6 separate regions of the Mus musculus genome follow, and all the other regions are linked to region 6. The links are chromatin contacts, called in public HiChIP or PLAC-seq and promoter capture Hi-C maps. All regions are on one chromosome and are shown on one strand. Each heading gives the region's core, a stretch centred on a gene start, on an enhancer-like site or on the middle of the called end of the contact. The rest is flanking DNA. Distances are from core to core; before and after follow the strand shown. Region 1 overlaps Frmd6 (FERM domain containing 6). Region 2 holds the start of Psma3 (proteasome subunit alpha 3). Region 3 holds the start of Frmd6 (FERM domain containing 6). Region 4 holds the start of Pole2 (polymerase (DNA directed), epsilon 2 (p59 subunit)). Region 5 holds the start of Sos2 (SOS Ras/Rho guanine nucleotide exchange factor 2). Region 6 holds the start of Pygl (liver glycogen phosphorylase).

The links. Promoter capture Hi-C pulls out the DNA fragments that hold promoters and counts their contacts. HiChIP or PLAC-seq counts read pairs in DNA pulled down with a chosen protein or histone mark.
Region 1: a contact with region 6 is called in a promoter capture Hi-C map of embryonic stem cells, with 4 times the contacts expected there. The contact joins the enhancer-like site here to the promoter of Pygl in region 6. A contact is called at or near these places in 13 of 39 promoter capture datasets (3T3-L1-derived adipocytes, the HPC-7 cell line, cranial neural crest and 8 more), 9 of 484 Hi-C or Micro-C datasets (Th1 cells, bone marrow-derived macrophages, cerebellar granule neurons and 5 more), 4 of 115 datasets of contacts at active chromatin or transcription factors (acute myeloid leukemia, bone marrow-derived macrophages, embryonic midbrain and 1 more) and 2 of 9 other capture datasets (adipose tissue and liver).
Region 2: a promoter capture Hi-C map of liver shows a contact between it and region 6, with 2.4 times the contacts expected there. The contact joins the promoter of Psma3 here to the promoter of Pygl in region 6. A contact is called at or near these places in 1 of 39 promoter capture datasets (liver) and 5 of 115 datasets of contacts at active chromatin or transcription factors (astrocytes, bone marrow-derived macrophages, embryonic forebrain and 2 more).
Region 3: a contact with region 6 is called in a promoter capture Hi-C map of liver, with 3 times the contacts expected there. The contact joins the promoter of Frmd6 here to the promoter of Pygl in region 6. A contact is called at or near these places in 6 of 39 promoter capture datasets (the 3T3-L1 cell line, cranial neural crest, hippocampal neurons and 2 more), 2 of 484 Hi-C or Micro-C datasets (LSK cells and pre-megakaryocyte-erythroid progenitors), 3 of 115 datasets of contacts at active chromatin or transcription factors (astrocytes, bone marrow-derived macrophages and memory CD8 T cells) and 2 of 9 other capture datasets (adipose tissue and macrophages).
Region 4: a contact with region 6 is called in an H3K4me3 HiChIP or PLAC-seq map of bone marrow-derived macrophages, with 4 times the contacts expected there. The contact joins the promoter of Pole2 here to the promoter of Pygl in region 6. A contact is called at or near these places in 1 of 39 promoter capture datasets (pre-B cells) and 1 of 115 datasets of contacts at active chromatin or transcription factors (bone marrow-derived macrophages).
Region 5: a contact with region 6 is called in a promoter capture Hi-C map of liver, with 2.9 times the contacts expected there. The contact joins the promoter of Sos2 here to the promoter of Pygl in region 6. A contact is called at or near these places in 1 of 39 promoter capture datasets (liver) and 1 of 115 datasets of contacts at active chromatin or transcription factors (memory CD8 T cells).

The regions. Positions count from the first base shown.
Region 1 is chr12:70,888,717-70,892,582 of GRCm38.p6, forward strand. Frmd6 (FERM domain containing 6) reads left to right here. Exons shown (of 14, transcript NM_028127.3): 10 at 1,216-1,390. Among named protein-coding and RNA genes, the nearest start is that of Gm32664, 13 kb to the right of the region's middle. Within about 2 kb of position 1,860, at least 51 of the 459 cell types and tissues checked have an H3K27ac peak or open chromatin away from gene starts, as enhancers often do. A contact at or near this core is called in Th1 cells and muscle stem cells, where this site is marked.
Region 2 is chr12:70,972,537-70,976,378 of GRCm38.p6, forward strand. Psma3 (proteasome subunit alpha 3) reads left to right here and starts at 2,087. Exons shown (of 11, transcript NM_011184.5): 1 at 2,087-2,231. The coding sequence starts at 2,211.
Region 3 is chr12:70,824,213-70,827,769 of GRCm38.p6, forward strand. Frmd6 (FERM domain containing 6) reads left to right here and starts at 1,302. Exons shown (of 14, transcript NM_028127.3): 1 at 1,302-1,361.
Region 4 is chr12:69,226,488-69,230,368 of GRCm38.p6, forward strand. Pole2 (polymerase (DNA directed), epsilon 2 (p59 subunit)) reads right to left here and starts at 1,703. Exons shown (of 19, transcript NM_011133.2): 1 at 1,610-1,703. The coding sequence starts at 1,677. It also overlaps a transcript of Klhdc1 not described here.
Region 5 is chr12:69,679,906-69,683,293 of GRCm38.p6, forward strand. It overlaps Sos2 (SOS Ras/Rho guanine nucleotide exchange factor 2), which reads right to left and starts at 1,947. Exons shown (of 23, transcript NM_001135559.1): 1 at 1,610-1,947. The coding sequence starts at 1,696.
Region 6 is chr12:70,225,986-70,229,668 of GRCm38.p6, forward strand. It overlaps Pygl (liver glycogen phosphorylase), which reads right to left and starts at 1,698. Exons shown (of 20, transcript NM_133198.2): 1 at 1,356-1,698. The coding sequence starts at 1,598. F730035M05Rik (RIKEN cDNA F730035M05 gene) reads left to right here and starts at 1,856. Exons shown (of 5, transcript NR_045174.1): 1 at 1,856-2,393. Gm38467 (a long non-coding RNA gene) reads right to left here. Exons shown (of 3, transcript XR_381644.4): 3 at 3,367-3,668.

The sequences.
Region 1 (3,866 bases), core at 610-3,109, 660 kb after region 6:
ATCCACAATTTTACTGAGCTCTGAAGCAATTGAGAAAAGTGGACCAGGAAAAGCGGCAGCTGGGGACGTTGTAGACATACATTCCTCCCTGCAGACGAGAGGGCCTGTGCAGATGAAGGGCCATCTTAGCTTGTTGGCCTCACACTGGCTCCTCACAGCCTGCCACTCAGAAGGCCCAACTCTGCATAGTTGCTTGGGTGTCATCTGCTCTGGCCTCGCTCACATGTAAACTGCAACATGTTCTGCCCACACTCCACACCACTGCTGCCATGGTCTGGACCTTTTCCAGAACTGTGAAAATCAGAGCCAGGCCATGGTGGCGCACACCTTTAATCCTAGCACTTGGGAGGCAGAAGCAGATCTCTTGAGTTCGAAGTCAACCTGGTCTGCAGAGTGAGTTCCAGGACAGCCAGGGCTACACAGAGAAACCCTGGCTCAAACAAAACAAACAAACAAACAAAAAACTGAAACTTGTGACCCAGTTTGCCCTCTTCATGGCCCAGAATCAGTAGTGATGTTAAGACTCTCTAGGGCACCGTGATCATCGACTCCTGAAACTCACACCACATCACTCTTAGTTAAGATTTTGTTGAAGATGACAGATCTCTCAGCCTCATTCCTTTCCTCAAGGGATTTTTGATCCTGAGATTCTAGCCTGGAGAGAGGAATCCATTTTGACCAGTTTCCCAGTGCAGTCTACATGTGTGACCTTGAGCTAGTGACTCGGTTTCTCTCATTCATTCTTGGACCGTTATAGCAAGCTTTTCACTGTAGATGTCTTGTGAGGATTAAATGAATTGATGCCTGCTTAGTGCTCAGATATTGCCGTCCCAGCATTGGGGTCCAATAAATTGAAGAACCAATGCTTTAAAAGAAAACGCACAGTCTATTTGTGAACTACAGTCCACTGGTGCTTGGCCTCAGCTCCATTTCTTATTTGCTACATTCAGGTGTTAGGATTGCTTCTGGAGGGAGGGGTCTCCTATGCTAGGACAAAGACGATGAACACGCCCAACCCAACCCACCCTCCAGGTTTCCCAGAAACCCAGAGTTGGTGTCCCATGTCCTTTGACGGCTCTGATGAGGAAACATGTCCCTCAGAGGATGGTCAGTTGAGCTTCACACGTCTATAAGAATCTTACTTTAAATATAAAGGGGAATTTGGCAGTTTGTAAAGTTTTCTGCCACAGTCTGATTAGCATGTTTCCTCCACAGGGCAAGAAGTTTGAGATTTTGCCAGATGGCCTTCCCTCCGCCAGGAAGCTGGTCTACTACACAGGGTGTCCCACGCGCTCCCGGCATCTCCTGCAGCTCCTGAGCAACAGCCACCGCCTCTACATGAACCTGCAGCCCGTCCTGCGCCACCTCCGCAAGCAGGAGGAGAATGAAGGTGAGACAGTCATGGTCATGGCGGCATGAGTCCCAGTCCCTCATGGGGAAAGCAAAGGGTGGCTTGCCTCAGCTGGCCTCTCTTTATGAGATAGAATTTCTCTGTGTAGCCCTGGCTGTCTCGGAACTCTCGATGCAGACCAGGCCTGCCTCTGCCTCCTGAGTGCTGGGATTAAAGGTGTGAAGTACGGTGCCCAGCTGCCTCTGCTGGCCTCTTTCTCTACCTGCCAGGAATAGGAAAATTTTAAGAACCTCCAGAATGGGATTTTTAGAGACATGGACCAGAACTTGAGAGCCAAGTTGCATTGAGTTTGCAGTCCTGTAGGGATGACCGAGCAGCTCCTCCACCTCATGTGTTTAGAGTTTCTAGCCCCTGACTTGAAAAGCTTGCAATGGGCTAGGGTGGAAGCCTTCTGTACCCGAGTGCTGAGTGTTCCTGTCTGCAGCTGTCTGCAGGAAGTTGTAATCCCTTCCAGTGTGACGCTTTCCTTAGCCCCAAGTGAGAGTGAACATAGACCACAGCTTCTCTGATTGACAGCAGGGAGACCCTCAAGCTGACCCTATAATAATAACAATGGAGAAGGCCTTTTCCATCCAAGGACTTTGCCCAAGCCCCTGTCAAGGCTTTGAGGAGATGTGCTGGACCTGAAGACGATCTTTGAGGTCCTAGCGCTGTTCCTGAGAAGGGGCAAGCTGTGCTGTGGGAGGAAGGAGCCCATGTTGGGGGCCTGTGGCTGCTGACGAGTTTAGCAGTTTCTGTCTTGGTCATCAGTTATGGCGCCCTGGGCCTCCTCCACTTAGTCAACACCAGCTTCTCATCCCCAAAGGCCTTGTCACATATTTGCTTAGAATTGCTTTCAGTTTGTTCCGCAAAAATCCCATTGTGGTCATTGTCACAGTAATCAGATTAGAGATGGAATGTCTGCCTGGGCCCTGGGACACAGTGACTCCTGCTTTAGGACTCTATATGAAACAAGTGCTGACCAATGCTCCCATGGAGAGCAGGGGCTGTCCTCCCTCTAAAGAAGACGTGACGTGCATCTGATCAACTTTTCTAAAGCCAGACATGGCCAGATGTGTGTGAAGAATCCCTGACTGTACAGTGATGAGAAGGCGAGTCACCCACTCCCTGCCGTCTGCACTGTGACTCTTCTGTGGCAGGAGCTAGTAGCACTGTGAGGTGTAGTGGCTTCTACCGCAGACTGCCCGTTTTTCCCAGATTGACTCACCTCTGGGCTGACATGAACACTAAGAGGAATCCAGACAAATGTACCAAGAGGGAGCCTGTGAGACAGATGAGCCAACTGGGTACAGAGCCCATGGTTGTTTTCCAAATGTAGCTCATTGCTAAGTGGCTACCATGGCACCTTAAAAGGTTCATCTGTCCCATCAGCTCTCAACCCAAAGCATTTAGTAATGCAGATGACCTTAAGGGGAGCCCTTGAGAGTCTGATCTTCCCTGCAGAGATAAGGTAAAAGTTGAGAAAGATGCTGAGGTCTTGGAGGCCAGGGCATCATCCCTTTAGCGTATTGGGAGCTTAAGTGAGCAAATGTCTGTTCACTCTGCCACCATAACAGAACACCCCAGGCTGCTGATGCATAGAGAATGTCTGGCAGGGACTTCCTGATGCATCATCCGAAGGGCAAGGAGCAGGCACAGGAGAGTCTAGGAGGCCTCTCCCACGGCGGCGGCAGCAACAGTGCTGTTCCTGACAGAGCTCCCACAGCCTAGTCACCTCTGAACAGCCCCACATCTCACTCTGACACAGCACTAATGAAGTTTTAGCCTGAGTTTGAGGGGGCATTCAGAGCACAGTAGGGGTGGAGGAGTGATAACGGTGTAAACTGCAGTGCTTATTTGGTGAGTTTAAATAAATGATAGAGACAGGATTCTTACAAAGAAAATATGTTTGTTTGTTTGTTCATTTGTTTTACTTAGAGGTATCTTCAGATCTGAAGAAACTGTCACACCAAGTTTCTGTGAGCTAGCTTTGCTGCAGATCCACTAGTCCACCTGTAGTCTGGATTATTTTAACCAGAAAAGCCCTTTTATGGCATTAGTTGAGCATAAAAAGAAGGAGTGTTCTTACATTTCACTTCTATGTACCTTTCTAAGATACTGCCGTCTCGCCATTTTTATAGACGGTGATCACAAGAACACTGCCGTGGGGGTAAGAGGGGAAGAAAGATGCCTTGAGTCATGAAAACAGTTACAGTTAGGCTGCAGTTCCTAGAACATCCATGGGTCGCAGGCCAAGAAGCCACACTTACTACATTATATTCCAAAACAGACTCTGTAGAGAGCATGGGTATCCTGGCAATATGCCTTGTGCTCAGAAGGAGGCACAGGGCTGCATCTGCCAGACCTCTGTTCTCTCTTCTGCCACCCATTTTCCTCTGGAGAGCAGGTGGGGGTGCAGGTTCAGGGCTGTGTGCAGACATCAGGGCTGCGAATGACCCCACCTAGCCAAGAAGCA
Region 2 (3,842 bases), core at 837-3,336, 750 kb after region 6:
TTTTGTTTGTTTGTTTGTTTTTTGAGACAGGATTTCTCTATGTAAGTAGCTATGGCTGTCCTGGAACTTGTTCTGTTGACCAGACTGTCCCAGAACTCAAGAGATGTGCCTGCCTCTGGCTCAGAGTGCTGAAATAAAAGGTATGTGCCAATACAGATTTTTTTAAGATTTATTTTTATTACTTTTAATGTGTGTGTGTGTGTGTGTGTGTGTGTGTGCTGCCTAACCTGGGTGCTGTGACTCAAACACAGGTCCTCCAGAGGAGCAGCCCATGCTTTTAATTGCTGGGGCATCTATCCAGTCTCAGCATTAACATCTCCTAAGAATACAAAGATTGTAAACGCTGAGGTTGATGGCATGGCTCAAGGGTTAAGAGCAAAGAAACTCACAGCCACTTGTAACTCCAGTTCCAGGAGATTCAAAGTCACCCTCTGTTCTCTGTGGTCACCTGTTCTCACGTGCACACTTCCTCCCCTCAAACATGTAAAAATAATAAAAATACTACTACTAAGCAACCCTTTTTCCACACTCGGAGGGAGGCTGAAACACAACGAATGAAATGTGTGCTGTTGGTTTTTCTTTTCTTTTTCCTTTTTTTTCTTATGAAAGACATTACCTAGGCTTGGAGTGATAAACCAGGGTTGTAATTCCATCTTTAGGTAGAGGCTGAAAGATTAGGAGTTCAGTGCCATCTTTGGCCAGCCTAAGATACTTGAGACTGCTTCAACAAAACAACGAACCAAAATAAAGTTGATTGATAGTGGGTTTTTAAAAATGTGTTTTTATTGATGTTTGTTTTGTTTTCTTTTTAGACAGGGCTCTTATATTGCAAGCTGGCCTCCCGTCCCTGCCTTCTGCATCACCCTGCTGGAAAATATTTTCTAGCTATATAAAATAAAAGTCTCCAGATATTTATTTATTTTGTTTTTTTGAGACAGGGTTTTTCTGTATAGCCCTGGCTGTCCTGGAACTCACTTTGTAGACCAGATTGACCTCGAACTCAGAAATCCGCCTGCCTCTGCCTCCCGAGTACTGGGATTAAAGGCGTGTGCCACCACGCTCGGCTCAGATATATTTTTTTAAATAAAAATATTTCTAACGTTGTATTTACAATTGGGATTTAAAATCCACCCACCACTAGGTCAGGTTCCATGCCCACTCCTTTGATTTATCTGTTGCCCTCCCTCCACTTAATACTTAAGATCATAACCTGATAGTTGTTAGAATGAGCCGAGCAACTGGAGTCCCCCAAGCCACCTTAGCCTTTCCTAACGCTAAGTCTCATAATCTTCCTAGTAGGAATGAAGATATTCTAAAGAAGCTCTTGTGCTCCTCTTTTTGATAAGACTCCAAGAAACTGGAACTTCTCCAGGAATTACATGCTGGGTGAAAGAAGGCTGAAGCCTGCCTGGTTCCAGCCAGAGGGACAGCTTTCTCTCACACATAGATTTCACACCACCTTGCAGGAGAGGCTAAAGTTGAAACCATGATGGAAAAGGTATCACACCTTGACCGAGGCTGCTTAGTTATGCACAGCAGTTGAACCAAACGTCATGTTCGGACTCTGATGATGAACTTGGTCGGAGGATGGGGGGGTCAATTGCCTCCTTTTGTTCCTTTTCCTTTTTTTTTTTTTTTTTTTTTTTTTTTTTTGGTGTTTTTGAGACAGGGTTTCTCTGTGTAGTCCTGGCTGTCCTGGAACTCACTTTGTAGACCAGGCTGGCCTCGAACTCAGAAATCCGCCTGCCTCTGCCTCCCGAGTGCTGGGATTAAAGGCATGCGCCACCACGCCCGGCTTTGTTCCTTTTCCTAAGGTGGGTTTTTCCTTCCCCGACTTTTAAGAATTCCTGTCTGTGTGGGCTACAGAGGACAGGTGCCCAAGCCTGTCCTCCTTAGGATTATTAGCTACTTAGGACTATTAGGAACTAGGCTCTGACCTTAGCTCTTCCAATACCAGTTTCAGTTGACACAGTAGCAACTTCTCCAGGGAACCGCCTCTATGGTTTCTGCGCACGCGCGCTCTCTGCTTTTTTTTTTTTTTTTTTTTCCCCCTACAGTTTTCGTCCCAGCCCACGGAACAAGCCGCAAGAGGAAAGGCTATTGGTGGAGAGCGCAGCCAATGGGCGAGCCTGTTACTAGCCTGCGCCGTGTGCGGCGTAGGAGCGGCGCTTGAGGCCTGGAAGCGTTCCGCGGCCTGCCGGGTCAGCACCATGAGCTCCATCGGCACTGGGGTGAGTCTCTCCGCGCCGTCTCTTCCAGTTCGGGGTTGAAGGCAGTGAGGAAGCCCGGCTGCGGCTCGGAGGGCCGCTGGATCCCCGGCGCTGCCCGAGTCCTGGGGACCCGCGGCCTCTGTCTCGGTGACCCCGGCTCCCGCGGCGGTTCGGGCCGGTCCTGTCCGCCCCCGTGCAGCGACAGCCCCGGGTGCTGAGTCACTTTAGTCTCATGCTTAAGGAAACTGAAAGTGGAGACTCGCGGGCCTGCCGCAGTGCGAGCTCCCCGGCTCGACCCTCGAACGGCCCCTTGCAAGCCCCTGCTGGTCGCAATGCCTCGGCCGGATCGCCGAGTGCGTCGTGCGGCCGCCGCCGGCCCATGCAGGTGCTGCGGAGCTGTGTGCTGCGGTGCTGCTGACTCACAGGCCTGCCCGGGCTTCCCGGACGGAACCTAGTTAGTGGACGTTCCCTGGAAACGGGACACCACCTAGAAGAAAGGCTGGATCTCATGAGTCCTTGCCTTTCCTTTGCGTTCTGCTTTTCGCGAACAAGCTATTTTAAGCGAGTCTGTAAGCATTTAAAGGGTTATCTATGGGCCTAAGCGCCTCCGATTTGTAAGGAGTATTGAGGATTTGCGAGCTGGACTTTAATTTGTTGGGGCTAAATACACCCAGTGTGTGCAGCGATTTACCCCACCTTTCCTTTGTCTCCATATAGAACTACTTAACAGTCTCGATTATTTGCAGTAGAGGTAATGAATGAATAATGCGTTTCTTGGTTATCCTTGTTTCCCCCATTATTTTGATGCTCACCAAGTGTGGTGCACCCCTTTAATCCTAGCACTTGGGAGGTAGAGGTAGGAGGATCTCTGAGTTCGAGGCCAGCCTGGTCTACTTAATGAGTTCCAGGACAGCCAGGACTATGTAAAGAGACCCTGTCTTTAAAACAAAACACGCGCGCGCGCACACACACACACACACACACACACACAAACAAAATAAGATTTGCTGCTCAGAATTAAACTCGCATACTGTGTTCTTATGCTTAGAATTAAGTGGTTACAAGATATTAATACTATGTAATACTTTTGGGATAAGTGCTCAATAATATGTCTCAGCAAATTGGCTTTGCAGTTGTAGTAATGTTATCCTCTGTCAGTGGTCAATCCATGTGGAATATTTTAATATGAAAGTAACCCTGAGTTTTAGGAAGTTTCACGGTTGAAGGCTTGTTTTCTGGCTGTCTTCTAAGAATTGTAAATACCAGTATTTGTCAGTCATTTTGGGCCATTTGGTTTTCTTTTTTTTAACCCCTACTGCTGGGCAGTTGGGAAGGCCAGCCGAGGGCCTCAAGAGCTAGTAGGCAAGCACTGAGCCCCAAATCCTATATTCAATTAAAGAAAATAGTGAGTGTGTGTGTGTGTGTGTGTGTGTTTGTAGGGGGTGGGGTTGAGATAGAGCCATACTGGCCTAGAACTCTGCATCTTTCTGTGTCAGCCTCATGAGTGCTGGGACCCATCCGTATTGCTTAGATATGCAGCAAGAAAGGATTATTATTTAATTTTGAATTCTGTATGGACAATCTTCCGTTGTCTTCAGCTTAATGAACATTTCAATTCTGGTTGTTCAAATG
Region 3 (3,557 bases), core at 52-2,551, 600 kb after region 6:
TTGGTGGTCCTACATACATAAAGAAGCAAGCTGAGCCTGGCCGGTAAGAAACACTTTTCCACGGCCATGCCGGGTTTCTGCATTGAGTTCTTGTCTTGATTTCCCTCAGCGACGCAGTGTGACTTGAGAGCTGTGTGCAGAAATAAACGCTTTGGTTTGGTTTGGTGTTTAATCACAGCAATCAGCTATTTCAAATACAGCTTCTATGGGGTATCAAGTGTTCTTCCTCAGGTGTCTGCACCTACATGAAAAAGCTAGAATCTCAGATTCTCCTCACTGGAGCAGCACCATCCACAAAACACTTAGAAGCTTGTAACTGTGGGTGGCAGTGCCCCCACCACACACACACACTTAAGCTGCTAGACACCTAAGCAGGTCCAGATAGGTGCAGCACAAACAAGTGGACTTCGCTTCTTTACCCGACTACCAAAAGGAGCAAAGAACCCTCCATTCCTCTTGGGATCTTTGGGGTTATTGAAATCTTCTAGGGCTGTCTTTTGCACTGCTCACAGCCAAGCCGGCAACCTTCACCAAGGGTACACATCATTTTGAGGGCCACAGGCAGCGGCTGTTTCAACCTGGGGAGACAGACTGAGCGGGGGCGGATGGGCTTAGGCGGCACTCACAGCCCACATGCAGGATAAAAACCGTGAGGTCGAAGTGGGCGCCTGACGGGAGGGGGATAGAGGAATCACGAAATCTCCTCTTCTCGCAGGGGCCGCCCCAGTTCAGATTTATTAAGCCGCAGCTCACGTAAAACAACCACCCCCAGGTAACCCGTCTAGGCCTGTGAGGGAGAGGCTAGGGACTAGGGTGTGCGGGAGGATGGGGGGGGGGGGGGCATGAGCGGAGAAGGGGACCATTCCGAAGGAGGGGAGGGCGGACAGTCTATTACCCTCGCACCGAAGCCTCTGTCCCTTTGGGAAAGGCATGCAAAGCATATCTCACTCTATATAACCCACTTGAGCCCGACTCGGTTATCCGATGTCACCCGCGTCCCCTGGTCCCTGGGTCTCTTCACCCCTCCGCAGGACTCTTGGTTGGGTCCGGGGCGGAGCGGGGCGGGGCGGGGGGGGGCAGCGCTCCACGTGCAGCCGCGATCACCCCAGCTCTCTGCTTCTTCCGCTGCTCGGTCTCCGCCTTCAATTTGGGGCGGGGCGGGGCCTCGAGCAGGGAGGGCGTGTCTCGGGCGGGCCGTGGGCGTGAACTCGAGGGGGCGGAGCGGAAGGCGTGGGCGGGGGGCGGGGCAGCTGCAGCGTTGGTCTGGCGGCAGCAGGAGTGCTGGGAGCTGCGAGTAGGCTCGGCGCCGCTGGAGCAGACGCCGGTTGTGAGTCGGAAGCCTGGCGCTGTCGACTTTGGAGGTACGCGCGGGAGCGGGCGCCGGCCTGCTGGCCCCCTTTCTGGGACGGCGCGCCCTGGCCGCCGCTGTGCCCCCTGCTGGTCTAAAGTGCGATTCCCGGCTTTGCCGCTCTCGGCGTCTTTCTTCTTTCTCACGGGGCTCTGGGCGTCGGGCACCGGGCGGGCAGGTCGCCTCTCCGCGAGTTGGAGCTCGCCCACGCCGGGGCGGGAGGCCCGGGGCCCCCGGGCAGCCTCGGCCGCGAGGGAAGCGCGGAGCTAGGGGGCTGGGCTCTGCGTTCCTGCGCCCCGATCTCCGAGACTCTGGCTCGAGGGGTGCCTGCCTGTAGCGCCCCGTCCGTAACTAGCTGGGACGAGCCGTGAGTCCCGCGTACCCGAGCGATGTGCGGTATTGCCTGTTGTGCGCGCAGGCCGGACAGCCCACTTCGGGAAGGCACCCCAGCGCGTCTGTCCGGTATCCCCGCCAGTGCCTAGTGTGGGAAACCCTGAAGGGGGCCTTGGGGACACACGAGTCCCGGGTGCGGCCTGCAGAATTTTGGTTTCTGGAGGAACTTAACACGACCAGGTAAAGGAGACCACTAGCCTCCCCTCCGGGAAAGCGGGGATGTGGACAGCTCGGGGCCACCCAAGTGAAGTCTACAGGATTTAAACAACACTTGGAGTTCTAGAATGGCTTAGCCTGATGGTGGAGCGCTTTCTTAAAGGCAGGAATGGATGGAAAGCTGTCAAAGCAAGCACATTTAAAGTTGAGATAAAAGCTGGAACAATTTTCAGACCGTACAGTTGTGTGGCTAGTGTCGGAAGAAATTCTGGCTCAGTGGCCCCCTTACACCTTTGGGGGATTTGTTTATTTATTTATATAAGCGGCCAGTCTGTTTTGCTAGCATTGCACCCCGGGAGCTGTGTAGTGCCCACTGCGAGGAAGGAAAACTTGTGCAAGGATTCTCGGCGCGTTTGAACGTGGAAGGGAAAGCGTACCTTGCCAGATTTTCCACGCATGATTCCCCCCTTTCTTTGGACCGAGTGGTGTTTGTTTACCGGTCTTCGAAGCATCCACCTACATTTAGTTTTTGCACGAAATACCCACTGTTGCCACAGTGTGTAGTTTGGGGATTAGAGAATGCTTTTGGAGAAAACTGCTAGTGGCTTCATTTTCCAAGAATGTAAGTCATTTCCTTTCTGTGGTTTCAGGGAGTTGATATTTCACAGCATCAAAAACTCTGTGGGGAAAATTTTCCGTAATACATCTGTCATTTAAAAGGCCTGTGACTTTTGAGTTTTCTTAAGAACAGAGCATAAATTTAGGCCCGACTTTGTTGAAAGGACAAAAAGAGTTTTTGTTTGTTTGTTTTCTCTTATCCCGAATCTAGAGCATTGAGAGTGCTGTAGAAAGTTGTAACAGCCAAGACCTACAAATGGCTTGCAGGATGGAGAGTGGGGGAGGGGAAGAGAGCAGAATGGAGCAGGAAAACAGATGCCTTTTGCTTCGGTCCTTTGTAGTAAAACTTCTAGCACCTAATCATTTTCCTTGGGTGTGGTTTTGAGAAATTATAGTTTTACGTTAAAAATGAGAATACTCCACAACTGGAGGTGGTTGACATGGAAATGTGAGGGTTTTAAGGGGAGGGTATGTTTATAAACATACTCACTTAATATTTTATAGTAAAGGAGACCTCTGGTAGATTATTGGATGGCGAGGGTCCCCCCGGGGATATCCTATATCAAGTTATCTGCAGGATATCTTCTCCAGAAAGCAGACTGACTGTAATAAGAACTACCCCCCCTTTCCCCGCCCACCTACCAGCTTTGAGTGGCTTACAGAAATACCTGCGATCTGACACAGTCACAGCTCTTGCAGGGCTCAAAACATTTTGAGCCAGGCAAATCTTCTGACTTTCCCATCGCTTCCTTTTTGGGGTTAGCAGGGGTTAAGACATCAGTTTCAGATACACAGTCTGAGGGTGTAGATTTGAGATACCCCGAGCTTTACAGGAAAATACCCGAAAGCAACACGGGCAGGCTGGAAGCCCTCCTTTTAAAACAAAATGCTCCCGTATGCTATACAGGTTTTTTAAAAATCTGCCATTCAACTGGGTTGGCTGAATTGGGGGCTGTTGGAGACCATTCCACATTTAACTATGCTTATAAAGCTTTTGGCTTTCAGAACTTATGACATAATGGGCTGTGTAGCCTTTTGTGGC
Region 4 (3,881 bases), core at 453-2,952, 1.0 Mb before region 6:
GTGGGGTAGGGGGAAACTTTTACTTAAATCTTATACAACTCAAGCTTTATAAAAAGCTAACATAACAGAAAACTCATATCTCCCTCTAAAACCTCAAGTAGCCCTCTAAAGTATCAAGGCTTGAAACAGTTCATTAAAAAAATAAGTGAACAGGTAAAATAACAACAAACCCCTGCAGCAGGTCTTGGTAAAACACCTTTTTAAAAAAAATCTAAATTGGGCTGGAGAGATGGCTCAGTGGCTAAGAGCACAGACTGCTCTTCTGAAGGTCCTGAGTTCAAATCCCAGCAACCACATGGTGGCTAACAGCCATCCGCAATGAGATCTGATGCCCTCTTCTGGTGTGTCTGAAGACAACTACAGTGTACTTAGATATAATAATAAATAAATCGTTTTTAAAAAAATCTAAATGAGATGGGTACACTGGACATGTGAGATGACCCTGTCCTGACTGGAGTGTATGAGACTCAAAGCCGAAACTCTGAGTTAAGTTTTTGTTTGATTTTCTAGACAGAGTTTCTCTGCATAGCCCTGGCTGTCCTGGAACTCACAGAGATTCACCTGCCTCTGCCTCCAGAGTGCTGGGATTAAAGTTGTGCTGGATAGCTGGCCCACAGTGAATGCAGGCATGAGTGCCATTGAGTCTCTAAATCAGAGGGTAATCTACTACACAGCACTAGATAACACACTGTCTTCCCACAGGAAAAGTCCCATGGCGTTTAATTCCACACACGGTGCTTTGAGGCTAAAAGACTTGAGTGTATATCTCAATGAATCAATTAATGAGCTTCCAACAGCTTTATAATAGTACATTTTAAGGGAAAGGAAAGGAAAAGCTATTGCTCAATTAATCCTCTCTCCAAATGTCAGGAATTAACCAAATTAAATTCATCACTTTCTCCCTGGGTAGACCCAGGTTGACCCTTGGACACTCCTGGGCAAAACGTAAAGCTAAAAGGTTCATAAAGTTCACAGTTACGAAAACAAAACATTCACACTCTGACTCAGAAAGCTATACGGATCTCAGCAGGTACTTAAACGGAAAGTGTATTATAAAATGTAAATTGTAATATGAGATTTCTTGGATATGTTCATTTTTAAAGACTGAAAAGACACACTACAGCCAGGAAAACCTCCTTTGGGGGCAAATTGTAAACTAGGAAATCTAAAAAAGCCAAACTAAAAACACGTTTAAAATCTATCCAAATTTTACTTCTCCAGGCAATAATGAAAATTCCACACAGAGACGGGTTTGGAAGACTCATACTCTACAATATAAATCGCCAACAGACACGCATATGGATTCACCCATGTCTCTCCTTCTCTGACACGTCTCTCTGTAACTTCCAGAAGTAACACTGTAATGATTCCCATTCTGCAGAGGCGGGGACCTCCGTTGATCAGAAGCCAGCACGCCCCCAACTTCCCCGCTCAGTTCGGCGTCAGCGCGCAGCTCCGCCCAGCCTGGAAGTAACATTCGCACCCGGCGCCAGGATCGCGGAAACCCAGGTAGGCTCTGCAGCCTCAAATGCACCGGAGAGACATCGCCTCTTATGACAGAATGTTCTAGATAGGGCATTGCGGCGGGTCAGGTTACCTCGAGACTCACCTCCTGAGCAGCAAGCCCCGCAGCTTGAAAGCTGAGACCGTGCGGCTCCGCAGCCGCTCCGGCGCCATGTTCGCGATTTGGCGCCACCGCCGACGCCCCGCCCCCTCCTGGAATAGACACACCCCTTGTCCCGCCCTTATATTCTTGGGCTGGTGAAATGGATTTTTTTGGCCTTACTAACTGCAGGGCCTCTGGGAATCTCAGACCCTGCCTAGGGAGTGAAGTAGGAGTGGTCAGAGTGGGAACAAGCTTCCTTTATCCCAAAAGCATTTTCTGAACACTCAGCTTCCCGGACACTCAGCTACCCTCTTCTACTCTGACTCTACCCAAGCTTCCTGCACCCAGAGTCTTCCCTTCCAGGGCTATGAGAGTTGTAGAGCCGTTGTTTCCCGGTTCTACACATGCTCAGGAAATACTGTGTTTTCACCGTTTTCGATCACTCCCATCCGACCAGTTTTAGTTGAGGGCCTCTCCACGATCCGCTGTCATCATTTAGCAGTCCCACTTTTTTCATGACATACCTTCTTTTTTTTTTTTTTTACTGGTGGAGTAACAAACCCAAGATTATAAATGGTTGGTATGAGGTGAATTGCCAGTGCGGTGGAGCTGCTCTTGAATCGTTATTCTCAGTCCTACAAGTAGACTCAGTAGAGCACATCTTAAAATGTTCCCTCTTGCTGAGTGTGATGGCACATGCCTTTAATCCAAGAACTCAGAAGGCAGAGGCAGGGGGATCTCTGTAAACACCTGGGCAACTTGTTCTAGAGAATGAGTTCCAGACCAGTCAGTGAATCACAGTGAGACCTTATATAAAAATCCATCCATCCATCCATCACACACACACACACACAAACGCACACACACACATATACTTGTGCTGTTGAGATGAATAATCAATTGGCTGTTTATAAATAAGCATGCAACTTTACAGGACACAAGAAAGCTCTGGGCATAAGACCACAGATCTATAATCCCAGGCCTCAGAACGGGGAGGTGCAAGGATTCAGGAGGCAAAGGCCATCTTTGATGTCACAGCAAGTTCAAAGCAAGCCTAAGATACCTGAGGCTTAGTGGGAGTGGGAGAGGCAAATAAGCCAAAAACTTGAATGATTTCTACAACGGTATAAGCAATTATCTCTGGGGCGTATATTTAAGATCTTTCTGAAAAGGAAAACAGTAAAAAGAATGCATGTGTATATTTGCTTGATTTTGCATTTCAAAACTTTTGAAAAGTTAAACTAGACAACAAAGAGAGATCCCAGCTGTGGTGGTTTGAATAAAAATGTCTCCCGTAGGCTCTGGTGTGTAAACACTTGGTTCCCAGTTGGTGGCGCTGTTTGGAGAGATTCAGGTGGTGCAGTTGTGCTGGAGCAGCTGTGGTGGCTTGAATATGCTTAGCCCAGGAAGGGGCACTATTAGGAGGTGTGGCCTTGTTGGACTATAGGTATGGCCTTGTTGGAGGAAGTGTGTCACTGTGTGGGTGGGCAATGAGACCCTTTTAGCTCCCTGGAAGCCAGTCTTCTATTTGTTTTCAGAACAAGATGTAGAACCCTCAGCTCCTCCTGTCCCATGCCTGCTTGCACACTGCTATGCTCCTGCTTTGATGATAATGGACTGAACCTCTGAACCTGTAAGCCAGCTCCAATTAAATGTTGTCCTTACAAGAGTTGCCTAGGTCATGGTGTCTGTTCTCAGCGGTAAAACTCTAACTCAGACAGTAGGCTTTGAGATTGTATAGCATCACCCCACTTCCAGCTCTTTTTCTCTGCTTTGTGCTTGCATTTGAAGACAGGAGCTCTCAGCTTCCTGATTCTGCCATTTGTTGCCATGACTCCATAAGTAAAAGTGCTTGCCATGCAAGCCTGAGGACCTGAGTTCTAATCCCCAGAGCCTACATAATTCCAGATGTGGTGCTGAGAATCATCAATCCCAGCATTCCTATAGCCTAATAGAAGACAGAGACAGCAGGAATTTTGGAAGCTCATGGGCCAGCAACAGTGAAAAACTAAGAGACCCTGTCTGAACTGAATCGAGGTAGACGACAAGGAAAGACTCCAGTGTGTCCTCTGACCTCCACATGTATGCTGTACTGGCACATACAACACACATACACACACACACACACACACACACACACTTAAAAAGATTAAACTTAGCCGGGCGGTGGTATACACACCTTTAATTCCAGCACTCGGGAGGCAGAGGCAGGCGGATTTCTGAATTCGAGGCTAGCCTGGTCTACAAAGTGAGTTCCAGGACAGCCAAGGCTATA
Region 5 (3,388 bases), core at 697-3,196, 550 kb before region 6:
GCCACCTTTTGCTATCAAAATTACGAATGTGTATATACTTGCATCACATGCCAACAAGGGTCAAGCCGATACACCCATTGCCATTCTGGGAGGTAGAAGGGTTAATTACTATCCACGTATTTCCCCTTTGCGTTTGATTCAAAACAGAATTATCACTATTCAATGTGCTTTCCATTTCCACAGAGTTCTTTTTAAAGACATGATTTGGTGTGTGCCCCCAAGGAAACCAGTAATCACCTCCTTATGAGAATTATGACAATGGAAAATTTGAAATTCTGAAGAATACAAGGAAATGTTTTTACCATTAAAGTGGACTTGTCTTTCCACTCCTAGACATGTATGATGAATTCTTTTTCAAGTGCAGTTGTTGTTGTTAGTGTGAGTCTGTCTGTCTGTCCGTCTGTCTGTCTGTGAGTGTGTACGAGTGTGTGTAGGGAGTCAGTTCTCTCCTTCCCCCCTGGGTTCTGCACATGAACTCAGGAACCCAAAAGGTACTTTTACTCCTTACATCTTACATTCTCCCTCAATTGTGGTATTTTACCTAGTGGAGGTTTCTTATTAAAGTGTGTGTGTGTGATATATGTGTTAGTGGCATGTGTGTGTGTGTGTGTGTGTGTGTGTGTGTGTGTGTGTGTGTGTGGTGAGGGCCTGCATGAAGGCCAGGACAGCTTTGTGGAGTCAGTTCTCCCCTATCACCTTTACGTGGATTCCAGGAATGAAATTCAAGCCATCAAGCTTGTGTTGTTGGACCGCAAATCACCTTCCCTAACGAGTCTCTTGCTGGCCCAGAGCAACAAAGAGAATGGCATAATTACCTAACTTCATATAAGACTAGCACCAACCAATCGGAGACACGCACCCTAGCAATGTATCTAATCTCCAAAGATTGATTAGCAACGAGCCACCTCCCCCCCCCCGCCCGCCCCCGCAACTGTCCCTTAAAAGTGGTTATTGCAAGTCCTCGTCGCTGTGAAGAAACTGACCACATTTTGTGAGGCAATCTTTGTATTCAGGTAAGACTTCTGCAGGAAGTGGGGAGGCGCTTTAGATTCACCCCAAGAGCTGGAGAACGAATACTATGACTCACTGACACTTCACACATGGGAAACACACATCCATATTAGCGAAAACAGCACAGCCTCAACAGGCGAATGGGCGAGCGTAGCAAGCAAGCCGCCCGAGGCGAGCACCCCCAGCCCCAAGAACTTAATTCAAAGTAGCCTCTCGGTCCAAAATTGCGCATTTGTTTTAGAAACGAAAAAAACCAGTGGGACTCTGTGTTGCCAGAATCCAGCCTGAGGACAACGCATTGGTCAACGGCGGAAGTTGCCTGACGAAATGACTGTAAGATGAAATCCAGTTTTATGATCATAACAAAACCTTCCTTCCGGGACCAGGCCAAAAAAGAAAGTTGAGAAAACGTCCTTCGGGATGCAACAGGCAATTAGGAGCGCCCGCAGCCCGGCCAGAGAAGGCTCGGCCGCGGCACGCGGGGCGGGCGCGAGCCGTGCTCCCCGCTCCTCGCTCTCCCCGTTACAAGTTGTGCGAGCTCCGGGCCCGGCCCCCCAGCCCGTCGCCCCGCGGCACCTCCCTCGGCCCCAGCACTGACCTTCCGCAGGGCCGGGACCAATAGTCCCCGCCATTTCGGGCTGTTTTCTTCGCTGAAGAACTCGTAGGGCTGCGGCGCCTGCTGCATGGCCCCGGCCGCAGCGCCTCCGCATCGGAGGCCGGGCCGGTGGCCTGACAGGCAGGGCGCCGGCCGCCTCGCCTCGCCTCGCCCCGGCCGCCGCCTCCCGCCCGGGCCGCAGCTCCGGCCGAGCGCTCGGGGGCGGCGCCGGCGGGCGGGCGTTCGCCGAGGCTTGGCGGCCCCGCAGCCCCGAGGAAGCGCGGCGGCCCGAGGCGTCCTGCTGTCCCCGCGGCGCCGGCCCGCTGGCCCGAGGCTCCTCCTCCTTTGTCTGGGTGCGCAGCGCGGGGCACCGCCGGCCTCGCCCCCGCCCCGACTCCCGCTACGGCCGCGGCGGGCAGACAGCGGCGGCCCGCAGCGTCCTCATCGCCTCCCCCGCCCTCCGCGCAGCCGCCGCTACCGCCGCCGCCGCCGCCGCCGCCACCGCCGGGTCCGCCCGAGTCACCTCCAGAGGGCCCTCGGGGCCGAGCGGGCGCGCGTGTCCGGCGTGCACGGCACTGGCCGCCGCCGCCGCCGCCGCCCCTCCAGCCCCGCCGGCCGCCGCCGAGCGCCCGGTGCCTGCAGCGGCGGCTCGGCTCGGCTCGGCCCCGCGCTCGCTCTCCCGAGTCTCTGGAGAAGACCAGCACGGAGCATGCGCGCCGCCGAGCGGGCCGAGGCGTCTGGTGCGGGGCCCCGGGGCCGGGAGGGTAATCGGTCTCTCCTGGGAACGTGCACGGGGCGGGGTGGCTCTTCCAGACGAACTCGGCAGCGTTCCGAGTCCTGGCAGACAATCCTGATTCGGTACAGCCCTAGGGGACCCCCGAGCCCGTGACTGCAGCTCTGGGAGGCAGAACACAGATGTGGGGAGAAAAGGACATTTGGGCTGATAGGATATTTATTTAACGTGTGCTCTGTGTGGCTCCTTTGTATATTTAGGTGATAGTGGCTATTCATAAAGTCACATTGTAGGGTCATGGGAAGCTCTTAGCGCACGTTGAAGGGCCAGATGACTTCAGTTCGAGGTCTTTCACCTAGAGTCCCTATGGATCAAAAAAAAAAAAAAAAAAAAAGTATCCAAAAACTTTCAGATATTGTTCTTAGGTTAATCATGTTCAAATCCTTTCCACTTAAGGTTCTACAGAACCTGGATCCTGCGATACAGTCACACTAATTAGCATTAAAAAAAAAAAACCTAAAAATCCTCTGTCCCTATGCTTTTTTAAGTTGAAGGGGCATGTACTTTGGAAACTTTTTCACTAACCCAAATTTCATCCCACTAAAATCGCTGAACAGATTGCTCCCAACGGGCTGTAAACAGTCATGCTGCCAGCCACCGAAGTGAGGAAGGGAACAGAAGAACAGACTGGAAAAGATAACTTGTGTAGTAATTTCAGCTCCAGAATCAGTGGGTGAACATTGTTCTCCCCCAAACACAACACCATTTTGACTTCATAAAGTAAAAATGGCAACTAAATACTTAAAGAGATCGGAGGTTTCCGTTTTGTTTTGTTTTTGGTTTCTTTTTTAATCTAAGTATCCACAGTGTTTAAAAAAAAAAAAGTCCTCTGGGGCTGTCGAGGAAAAGGTACCTGCTTCGCTTCCCAAGGCTGACAACCTGCGTTCCACCCCTGGAACCCACGTGAAGGAAAGAACCGGCTTCGCAAGGTTGTTCCCTGACCTGTCTACATCTGAAATGTGGCATATGTGTGTCCTCGCACACGCGTG
Region 6 (3,683 bases), core at 448-2,947:
AAGGAAGAGTCAGGAGAAAAACTAACCATTGAACCAGGAAGATTACCCGTGGAGCAGAAACAACCTATCTCTCTGTGCTGGGATGCTAAATGCTACAGAGTAGCGGTTGCGTTTGTGTGTTTCCAAAATGTTGCTCCAACTCAGGCAAGTCCTGTACCACCTCTAAAAAATTCTAACTCAAGGTGCAGCTTGTTGTACGGATAAAAAGACACAGTCATGAATGTGGACCTGAAGTCTTTTCTAAGCAAAGGTTTAGAGTTGGAAGGATACAAATTAGCAGTTGTCCTGTTTGGGTAGCAGTCTGCTAGGCTCTTAGAACCACAGTATCTTACTATAGGAGTTTATCCCTCAGTCTTGGAAATTTCCTATAGTTCTCAGGCACAAATGGTAGAGATAGATTTTCTCGATGTTCTTATGTATTTAGAAACGCCTAAGTAGTAAGTATGTATCCGCATTTCCCATTGCCACCAGGGTCTGCTGTTCATCTTTTCCAACTTAACTCCAAAGCCAGTTTTTCCAGCTTTCTCTTCCAAAACATTCACCACACCATCCCCCATAAGGCTGCTGCCGCCTTGCACTCTCCCTGTCCGCTCCTCCCCAACCTTTCACATTAGCTCTGGTTCTCTTCCAAGACTGGTCATGATGGGGTGGTGTTCCTCCACATGTCCACCACCCCAGAGACTCCGCATTCTGGCCCTTGGTAGAAATAGGAGCTGGTTGCCTAAATGTGGTGTCCCCCACATCTCTGGGGCCTCCACAAGGCTTCTGGAAGGGAGAAGGGTGTTTTTACAGGGATAGCTTCAGGTGAGTCTCTTGGCAAGGCCCATCAGGCAGTCAGCACAAAGTTCAGGAACTGCAGTCTCCACTCGGTCTGGGCCCTGGGCCGGGACCTCCCCCATCTTTGTTGCACAGCTAAGCTAGGCAGCCCTGAGGCCTGGGCAGGGTCACTATTAGAGGAACTCTAAACTTCCCTCTCCTTTCCTTAAACACTAAGCTTGACCCTCTAAGGCTAGGCTTTTGTATGTTTTTGTTTTCTGTGCCCCTTCCCGGCCCCCTGGACCTGAGCGGATTGTCAGGGCCCCCGGAACCTGGACGGATCACATAGGAGGCGCAGGATCCCCCTTGGTTAAGTGCTGAGCAAACTCCATAGTTTGCTTAGTTCGCCAGAGAGGGAAGCGTGGGCTCTTGCCACCAGCTGGTCTCCGGATCTCACACCACAGTGGAGCCCTGAGGATGGCACACCGCTGTGGGGGAGGTGGAAGGGATGGCCGAGCCTATGTCCTGCTGCTGGCCTAGACTTCGAGACCAGGACAGGGAGTGGAGGGGAGGGGGGACAAACGCCCTTCGCCTGGTACCTTGGGACACTTGTCGTAGTAGTGCTGCTGTGTACGGATCCAGCGCCCCACCAGGTGGTCGCGCACTGTGTGCGCAAGGGCGAAGTAGTAGTCGCGGGGGGTGGCCACATTGCGGTCCTTGACCAGAGTGAAGTGCAGGTGACGGTTGAAACCCTTTTTCAGCTCGGCCACATTCTCTACGCCCACGATGCCTCGGATGCTGATCTGCCGTCGCTTCTCCTGGTCGGTCAGGGGCTTTGCCATGGTTGCGGGCGGAGGGAGCACAGAACGGTCTCCGGGCTGCAGGACTGGCCTCCTCCCTTCCTTACTTGCTGCTTTTGAGACGCTGGGGAGTTGGGGATCCGCCCCTCTCCGGGTTCCCGCCCACCCGTGGCTCCCAGAGTGACGCCCCCCCAGGGGGGCGTGGGAGCCCCAGGGCGGTGCTGCGGCTGCGGGCACCGCCCCTCGGCCGCTCCCAGAACGTCCAGGTCACGTAGTGCGCAAAGGCTCTGACCGCGTCTCTCGGTGTGGAAGGAGGCCTCGGCTGGCTCGCTTGTTGAGTTCCCAGTAAAGCCATTGCCTCTTCTCAGTGGGTTCCACGGTTGCTTCCCAGGGTGACATTGTAGGGTCAGTGTGATTTAACCCTGATTGCCCCGGTCTTGCTTCCCAGTTTTTAGGCATAGTACTATCCTGGGTTCTAAGGGGGCCTTGGTTGGTTGGTTTATTTATTTTTTTTCTGAGGACGCAGGACTGGGGTTTCTTGACTCCTAGGCCCAGGCTGGACTAACCCACAGTAGTTGGCCACAGTTGGTGTAAAAGTCAAGGGGTCTGTTGAGAAAGCTTTAGTCTCAGTGGGGGACAAGACTTCGTTCGATTTGAGACCCCTTGTTTGCACTGCTCTTTGACCAAATGAGGCATAAGGATAAGAGGGCGTGGGGGAAGGGGAGGGAGGGAGAAGGAGAGAGCACTCCAGGAACCAGTTGTCCCGTGTTCAGGAGACATACTGGTGTGTGATCTTTATACCAGATCCGAATGTGATGGTGTTTAAACTTTGGAAAGGTAAACATGAGGCATTTTAAGATGTCAATTTTTTTTTTCTCAAAATGTATGTACTGTACGCGTGTGTCCTCAAATGTGCACACAGACACGTAGTGGTCCAGGGTTGGTTCTCTCCTCTCGTGATGGTTGCTGGGATCGATCCAGAGCGGTCAAGCTTGGCAGCAGATGCCTTTACCTGCTGAGCCATCTAGAGGGTCCGTGTCAGCCTACCTGCCTGCCTTCTTTCCTTCCTGTCTATCACTCCTTTCCTTCTTTCTTTTCTTTCTTTTTTTCTTTCTAAACAAAGCTAACTATTAGAGGCCAGAGAAGGAGTTTGGTTACTTAATTCATATAAACCAGCTATTACCCTAAAAGTGAAAGTTTTACTGTCACAGATCTAACTGCGGTTTCAGATCCTGGTCCTTCCAGCTTCCAGGGTTTTGGCTCCAGCCTTTGGGGCAGATGAAAACTAAGTGGCTTCATGCAATGGCTTTGAGGACAGCATGGTCCTATGAGACAGGGTAAGGGTTGGATTTGATTGAGCCAGAGATACCCAGAGCTGAGAGTGAGTGCAGAGTTTGGTCAGAATGCTTGACTTAAAGCTAAGAGGCTGTGAGCATCCACTTCTGTATTTGCCAGGTATTGGCATAGCCTCACAAGAGATAGCGATATCAGGGTCCTGTCAGCAAAATCTCATCTATTGGGTGGAACACAGGACCCCTAAAGAAGGAGCTAGAGAAAGTACCCAAGGAGCTAAAGGGGTCTGCAACCCTATAGGAGGATCAACAATATGAACTAACCAGTACCCCCCAGAGCTGTGTCTCTAGTTGCATATGTAGCAGAGGATAGCCTAGTCAGCCATCAATGAGAGGAGAGGCCCTTGGTCTTGCGAAGATCATATGCCCCAGTACAGAAGAATGCCAGGGCCAGGAAGTGGGAGTGGGTGGGTTGGGGAGCAGGGCAGGTTGGGGGGAGAGTATAGGGGACTTTCGGGATAGCATTTGAAATGTAAATGAAGAAAACATCTAATAAAAAAATAAAACTAAGAGGCAAATGATGAAGTGGGAAGGAAATCCCAGTGAGCAGGTCCTTTGGCAGATTGCAAAACCTAGCTTTTTTTTCTTTTTAATTTTTTTAAAGTTATCATTTTTGAATTCTGTGGTAATGAGTCTTCATTGTGAACTTGACTGGAGTTGGAATAATGGAGTACCAGGCATGCCTCTGGGTAGTGATGGTGTTTTCAGAGATGAGGAAGGAAGACAGATGTTGAAGGTGGTTGGTGCCATTGGCACCGTCCTGTGGGAAAGGGTT